2 separate regions of the Zea mays genome follow, and region 1 is linked to region 2. The links are chromatin contacts, called in public Hi-C maps. All regions are on one chromosome and are shown on one strand. Each heading gives the region's core, a stretch centred on a gene start, on an enhancer-like site or on the middle of the called end of the contact. The rest is flanking DNA. Distances are from core to core; before and after follow the strand shown. Region 1 holds the start of LOC542722 (superoxide dismutase 4). Region 2 holds the start of LOC542127 (UDP-glucose-4-epimerase).

Region 1 (3,693 bases), core at 1,006-3,505, 170 kb before region 2:
ACAGCATGTGAATGGAATTACGGACTGTGGTTAAAGGATCACAGAAGTAACACAGCTTCCTTAGCCCAAGTACTAGCAACCAGTTACTACATGGGCATGTAGAACAGATCAGAAAAAGAAGGGCAGAGATCTTTACCATCTGCTCCAGCTGTCACATTTCCAAGATCACCGGCATGGCGGTTCTCATCTTCTGGTGCTCCATGTTCCTTGCTCGCAGGATTGTAGTGTGGTCCTTAATTACCAGACAAATTCACCAACAAGTAGAAAGTTCAATGGTCGATAACTTAGCACACATCCTGATCACATAAGCAAGCCAAACTAAAAGAAGCGTAAATACCAGTTGACATGCAGCCATTGGTGGTGTCACCAAGTGCATGCACATGGAACCCATGGAGGCCAGGCTTGAGGCCAGAGACACTTCCGGTGACAGTGGTAGGGCCTAACAATAGATCCAACCAACCAGAGTCAAGAATGCGAAGACGACAATTCAATCGAATATAAAATACTAGATCATAGAATATGAAATGTCTTACCATCTCCCTCTTGGGTGAAGAAGATGGTGCCCTTGACACCATCGCTGCTACCAAGCACAGCAACAGCCTTCACCATTGTTTATGTGATCTGCAAACAAGTCCACAAGTAACAGGGCCATTTCAGTATGGGTAAAAGTAGCACAAACTAAAAGCGAGCAGTAAGATATGTCAGTACATTTTAGTACCTCCTCAAATTATAAGTCATTCCAACTTTATTGGAGAGTCAAAGCATCTCAAGTTTGACCAAATTTTTATAATAAAAAATAACATTTATGTGACCAAATAAGTATCATTAGATTATTCATGAAGTATATTTTCATAGTATACCTATTTAATGTCACAAATCTTTGTAATACTCTATAATTTTAATCAAGCTTGATATGCCTTGACTCTCCAAGAAAGTTGGAATGTGTTATAATTTGGAATGAAGGGAGTAGATGTTAACCCCTAGATATATAGCATCTACATAATCTCATCGTAAGTGGAAGATGGAACATTTTGAGCAAAATACATGAGCTATGCCTTCATTTGTGACATCGTCAAGATATCAAAAGTGAATCAAGAGGAAATATGACACTCACTATGTTGCAAGTGACTGTTTCTGGTTCTCCACGTAATAGAGACCAGGCATGTACACTCATTCAAGATAACCAAAAACTGTATGACCTTTCACACATGAAGAATTGAGTCTAGGAGAATCACACCACACAATTGGGAACACATAATACACACAACTTAGATTCTCGAAACAGAACTTCAAAATTTTAATCATGAAGGTAGAAGTGATTTCTACTGGCCACCTTGCTAGTAGTCATCCTACACATCCCCTGACAAACCATAACATGATATGGATACCTAAACTTAGCTGATCAAACGTGCTCCAAATAGCTAATCTCAACAGGAAGAAATCATGATTCTATGACATCTGAACTTCTAGAAGTTAAACCGCATGATTCAGTCACGCTTTTTCTTGGCACAAATAGCGATACCAGTACGGTACGGCCTTTGAAATATCATTCTTTCATCAGGTATTCTTGGTCAGGGTGAAGCTGAAGGTTTAATGGTGATCCGGTTCATCAAAGCTAAAAACAACAGAAAACCGAAAAAATAATATAGCTGACACTTCCACAACAGTCTACGTAGCAACAGGAGACACTACCAGTCCACCACGAGTAGCACAAAGATATACACACGACCATTCATCCCAGAACAAGCAACAAGACTAAACAAAGGAACTAACATGACACGTATCTAGCGCTCTCAAAGTGCTTAATCCGATGGAACGAAGCAAATCGAGTCCCACTACTTGTGACGCCCAGATGGGCTCATATATAGGATGTAAGATCTGACTCAACGATCAATCGGAAGCTAACGGAAGCGGAAAGGGGGGAAACAAATTAGAAGTGGAACCGCACCACCGATCTGAGATCCAACTGCAACTCGTCCGGGGTACAGAGTGAGGCGATCGAAATGCCAGGGATCCGTGAGGGTTTTGGTAGGTAGCATACCTCAGGCGACCCCCGCGGCGAGGAAGGGATGGATAGGAAGGCGACGGCTTTGGAGTCTTGCGCTTCTGGATAGTTCTCTTCCGAGACTGGGGGTAGTTGGGGCCTTGGGGGCTGCGACGAGGTGGAGGAGCGGGATGCGCCGTGCGCGCCTGTGTGCTGGATTTGTAGGCGCAGCCGGACAGAGCAGTCAAGTTGCGTTGCTTCCTCGACGACCAGCAGGTTCTCTCTATTACACCATTATCACAATCCCCAGAAATACTGGTTGAATACGAAGTAAAAGTTATTTCAACAGTTTTCTTATATTATAGTTTTGAATTTATCCGGTTGCTGCTGGCTCTCATGAATATTTAGTGTGAGAAATATTTTTTTTACTAAACTGAAATAAATCACTCATGGACGATATATATTCGATGCATTCATGTTGTTCATTTTATTTTTTTGTTAGTTATGTTTCGGTACGTCGCTACTGTTTTTATTTATGCTCTTATGCTAGAGCATATAGTATAAACACAAAGAAATATGTATCTTGTTAGAGAGTGGATAAGATCGTGGTTTTGGAATCAACAACCACGTTGCAAATTTTCATTTCAGTATAATTTTAGTTTTTAACATTTAAATATGGGAAGTACAGAGAGATGAATAGAAGCGAAAGAGTAACACACAACGACAGTGTTCAGTATACATATTTTTGTGCATTGCAAATGATATTATATCTAAATGTCTTTAGAGTTTTGCCGTCCTAAAAAGATAGAAATGATAGGTTTGTTGCACATCTCATATTCGAATCCTAAACTCTTCCATCAACAATAGAGATGTGAGCAAAATATAATATACTAGCTCCCAATTCGGATCATCAGTTTGCCTAGTCTTTGACTCACAAGCGCATAAGTCCATTCAATTTAGTTCTAAGTCAAAATCAGCCCAAAACCAACTAAAAAAGGGATAAACCTTGGAAAAGATGAACTACACCTAGTTCTACACTTTGGATAAGTTCAAAACACTCATAGAGACCTAATTGATACATCCAAGGAGGTTGGTCAGCTCAATTTGAACAAAACACTATTTTAGAGTTATTTTGAGCCAAAACAGGAATATAAGATAGAGAAATCAGTTCAAATTTCGTGACTTAGACTAGTTGGATAGGTTGTAAATATGTTTTGTCTAAGTCATGGAAGTGTCCAAGAGAAAAGCTAAGTCAAATGAAAGAAGAAATACCCAAGTTTGGTCTTGTTTTCTCTTTTTTGGCGTACTAGTGGCGCACCAGACCTCTTACTCAGGAAGGGTGTTTTTAGGCTTCGGAGGCTTGGCACACCAGACCGTCTACACAGAGAGCATATAAACTAGCACTTTTGAGCCGGCACACAAGTGGCTCACCAGACCACCCGACAACAGCCAACAATCAGCTGACAGGCTTCAACGTTAACCTACCTGTCATATTATTCATGGTCCGGTGGCGCACTAGACAAGCACTGTTCACAGGCGGGTGGACCACTGCGCAGACAACTTTTGGGCAATTTTTTTCCAATGATTCATTTGGTAGTTGAGGGCTATAAATATCCCAACCAGGATAATGAAGATACAAGACTCACTCAAACCTACTACACGTTAAGTGCAATCTCTAATATCATCCAGAGCTAATTCTGCGTCGTGTT
Region 2 (4,113 bases), core at 902-3,401:
GAAAGTGGAAACAGTTCGCTTTCTAAGCGGGCGGCAGGTTCGGCGATTTTTAAAACTAACTCGGGAATAATTCGAGTCAGTTAAACTGAATAAAGAAGACGGGCAGATTCCAGCACCAGCTCGCCAGGAATCGATTCAGGTCAATTGAACTGAATCCAATCATTTGACACCTCTGGAAATGCAAGCAGAGCTGAGCGGCAGATTCGGCAGGCAGGTACGGCGACAGTTAATTTGATTGGCAGGTGTACAGGTAATAATAATAGTATGTAATGAACCAAACAGCAGAGGCGGCATCTGCTTCGAATAGATAGATAAAATAATGCCATGCTACTGCGAATCATTAGTGGCAATCGTCGGCGGCCACGACTGGACTCGCAGCTGTAGTAGTAGTAGTCGCGTAGAATGCCGCTGGAACACCTTAGGGCATGTACAGTGGAGAGACACCAAAACGGTTCTTTAAGCACAGGAGACAACTAAGAGACTGTATTGTACAATGAAGTGTCTACAAACGTAGTCTATTAATAAATACAGAATTAAATGTATTTGTATAGCATCAGATCGATAGAACAGACGACAAATTCGTACAGTGGGAAGTGAGGCGTCTGTTGCTACTTGGTTTACGAGCCAGAGGCGTCTCTTCACGGAGAGACGGCTCTAAGATTTTTTTGCAAATAACCCCCTTAAACACCTTAAGAGCCTCCACATTAAACACCACTGTACATGCCCTTAGAGGCCACCCATACAAATGTACTATGGCAATTGGCAAACAATGCGATTGGTTCCATCTCTTGGGAATTGGGCGTTGTCGGTTACCTGTGCGACGAGAAGATGTCCACCAACGCGTGCCTGTCGCGAAGGTCAACCTGCAGAGGCCGAGGTAGCAGTATTGATTAGAAATATATATAAAAAAAATTGCGGGCGTGGAGGTGGATATAGTTAGGCGCTAATGAAGCGGCATTCGACGACGGAATGAGTGGGACGGAAATGGACGATTGGAGTTAGGCAGGTCAGCTTCGATTCAGGTTTGGCTGCGCGCACGGGCTGCGAGTAGGCTAATGGTTGACCCGACCTGTGGATCTGGGCAGAGGCAGAGGCAGAGGAGGCGGCAGAGCATAACGAGGCGAGGCCGGCACGACGACGCGTTCCATGGTGTATTTACTTATTTATTAGTGTAGAAGAAAGAAGAAAGGTATTTGTATGTGGAAGGAAGGCGGAAGGATAGATACAGGAGAGAAGGGAAACAAGAAAGCAACGCGTGGCGTGTATGTGGGTGGTGTTACCCATTTCCAGTTTCCATCCACTAGACTAGAGGGCACGCCAGCGAAGACCCGGGCGGCGCCCGCGGCTTTCGCGATGGAAACCCAAGGAAACGAGTCTCGATAGAGCTAGGAACTGCTGGTGATACAGCAAAATGGTCCTTAACCGCCATGGGAAGGCCTGGCCTGGGACATCTCATCCAAAGCAGGAGAGAAACCTTCCCCACAAATCAATATCTGCCCCTATATTTTTTTTTCGCATTGATTGTTGATTCGCTGAGATTTTGCTACGAAATCAAATAATGAATGAATGGAAACGGAACAAAAAAAATTAGTAAGGCTGGAGAACTCCGTTACTAGCAGCAGTTCGTGGAGAAGTAAGTAGGATCAAACATACCACATAAAATTCCATCACTAGAATCAAACCCAAACATTTTCTACCGAGGAGGAAAACAGGGGGAAAAAAGCCTGACTAGAAAGTAGAAACGGAACTAGCACTGGGGCAGGGGTAGGAAGCAATCACGCGTAGGGCCGCGCACCTTGTGGAAGACGAGGTTGGCGCCGTCGTGCCCGGCGAGCTCGGCGACGCGGGCGAGGGCGGCCTCGGAGGCGTTGTCGAGGTTGTCGACGACGACGACGCGGAAGCCCTGCTGCAGCAGCTGCAGCACCGTGTGGCTGCCGATGTACCCGGCGCCGCCCGTCACGAGGATGGTCCGGAGCACGGCGGACACCATCGTCGGTAGGCCCTCGGATCGCCCGTCACAGGGATGGGATGATGGATGTGTGTGTGTGAGAGAGAGAGGGGAGAGGATGAGTTGTCTGTGTGCGCGCTCGCTCGCACTGACTGCCGCTCAGGGGAACGAACGAGATCGAGATTGCCGTGCTTCTGTTTCGCAAACCGCTCCGGCGCTTCCCCCATTTCTTATATAGCCGCTCGCCCCGGCCCCGGGCCTCGAGGGCCTGCGCCTGCGCCTGGGCCAGCCGAGGGCCGGGCGCGCGCGAGGATTCGGGAGTCAGCCACGCCACGTCCCTTACGAAACCGCGCAGATTTTTCTCCGCCTCGCTCGTGATTCCCTATGAATGATGCGCGCTGCCACGCCACCCCGCTCTCGCCCGTCCAGGTGTACAGTACAGTACATCCATCCACGATTCCGCATCAAGTCAACCATATCAAATCCAAGCAACTCATAACCATAATCCAACGTAAACGCGATTTGCTTCCATTCAATTTCTTCCTCTAAGTGCACGTCTAGCATCTTAGACAATCGGTTTATTTTAAATTTAATCAAATATATTAACAAACTAGTGATGCTTATAGTACTAAATAAATATTATTAAATTAATTACAGCATATGTTCTTTAGGCTAAATTTACTTAAAGATATGGATACTATTTTTTTTTCTTTTATAAATCTAGTTAGACCTAAATCAATTTGACCTTTTGAGGCGTGGTCAGATGTGCTTTTGTCTTTAATCGACGGAGTACATAATTGCTACCTACGGCAGTGGCGGACGCAGAACAAAATTCTATGTGGGGCCGACAGTGCATGAGACAAATTATCATACTAGACCATAATTATAGATTAATGATAATAACATGAATGCTAAATAATAATATCTAGTGTTTCCAAAAATGATATGAATACCAAAAACATTTTTGGCTACCTAAAGTAGAGCTAAAGAGAGAAAATAGGTGGACTGACTGAGGACGAGGCACTAAGGCAGAGCAGCCGCATCGGCGCGTCGTTCTGGAGAGTCATCAAATTTGTCGTGAGATGGCGTTGGTGAGACGACGACAGGTGCGAGGAGCGAGTGCAGGAGGCGAGGTAGCGATAGATGACGGTGACGGCAAGCGACAGCCATTGTCGTGTTGCGACGGCGCGCAGAGACCCTAATGAGTTAGCGAGAGACAGGTGACGCCATGATCCCACCAACAGCTTGCCCATCTGCTGATGCGGACTAGGAGGCAAAATATCAATGTTGTGTGCAGGATCCCGATGAGTCGACGAGCTGATGGGTGATGAGAACGCAAGGTGAGCTGCAGCGTGCGGGTTAGGTCACTGACTTACTGGTCAGTCGATGACCGAATAAGTGAGTGAGTCACGAGTGGGCTTGCGCTAGGGAAGAGAATCAAATGGCTCAGTGAAGAGTGGACTGAGCAGTGAAACGTCGAGAAAAAAATAGATCAAAATCTTAGTTTTTATTAGATTTGTCCACGCTAACTATACAAAAGTTTGTTTATTTTGCTGTGTACCTAAACCTAGGTATAAGGGGTTAAAAAAATTGAGGTGGGGCCGTGGCCCACCTTGCCCACCCCTTGCATCCGCCCCTGACCTACGGCACACATGAATAACTCACGTTATTATGGAGATTTTATTTCCATAGGCAACAAATACATATAAATTCACTCCACGTAACTCTTATTTAACGCGTCAAATTGAGAGGCCGGACGGTCCGCGGTTCGGACGGTCCGTGTCTGTGGGCCGAACGGTCCGCGCAAGAGCAGAATAGATTAGGGTTCCGAGTTTCTTGCTACGTTTGTTGGCGAGAATCTCGGGATACACTCGGAATTTTGTTGGTAACGAGTCCAGCCCCCTCTATAAAAGCAGAGGAATACGGTCGATTTAATCAATGAATCGAACCCTCAATCAATACAATTTACATTTATTCTTAGGAGTAGTTCTAGTCTAGTTCTAGGTTAGTCTTCCAATCCCCAATTATTCGCTTCTCTTCGACTCTACGTCGATTAGAGGAGTCTAGGTCGGCCTGCCGAGCCTAGACATCACCTAGGATCTCTCCTCCCCGACGGGGTCCCTCCCGAGAGCGAGATCCACGCACCGCCGGCGATCTTCCGCCGC

The links. A called contact is a pair of places that touch in the nucleus more often than the background predicts.
Region 1: a Hi-C map of bundle sheath shows a contact between it and region 2, with 2.1 times the contacts expected there. The contact joins the promoter of LOC542722 here to the promoter of LOC542127 in region 2. A contact is called at or near these places in 6 of 25 Hi-C or Micro-C datasets (bundle sheath, ear, endosperm and 2 more).

The regions. Positions count from the first base shown.
Region 1 is chr1:60,289,598-60,293,290 of Zm-B73-REFERENCE-NAM-5.0, reverse strand. LOC542722 (superoxide dismutase 4) reads right to left here and starts at 2,255. Exons shown (of 8, transcript NM_001112234.2): 1 at 2,042-2,255; 2 at 534-621; 3 at 338-439; 4 at 137-232. The coding sequence starts at 609.
Region 2 is chr1:60,114,587-60,118,699 of Zm-B73-REFERENCE-NAM-5.0, reverse strand. LOC542127 (UDP-glucose-4-epimerase) reads right to left here and starts at 2,151. Exons shown (of 9, transcript NM_001111759.2): 1 at 1,796-2,151; 2 at 814-863. The coding sequence starts at 1,990.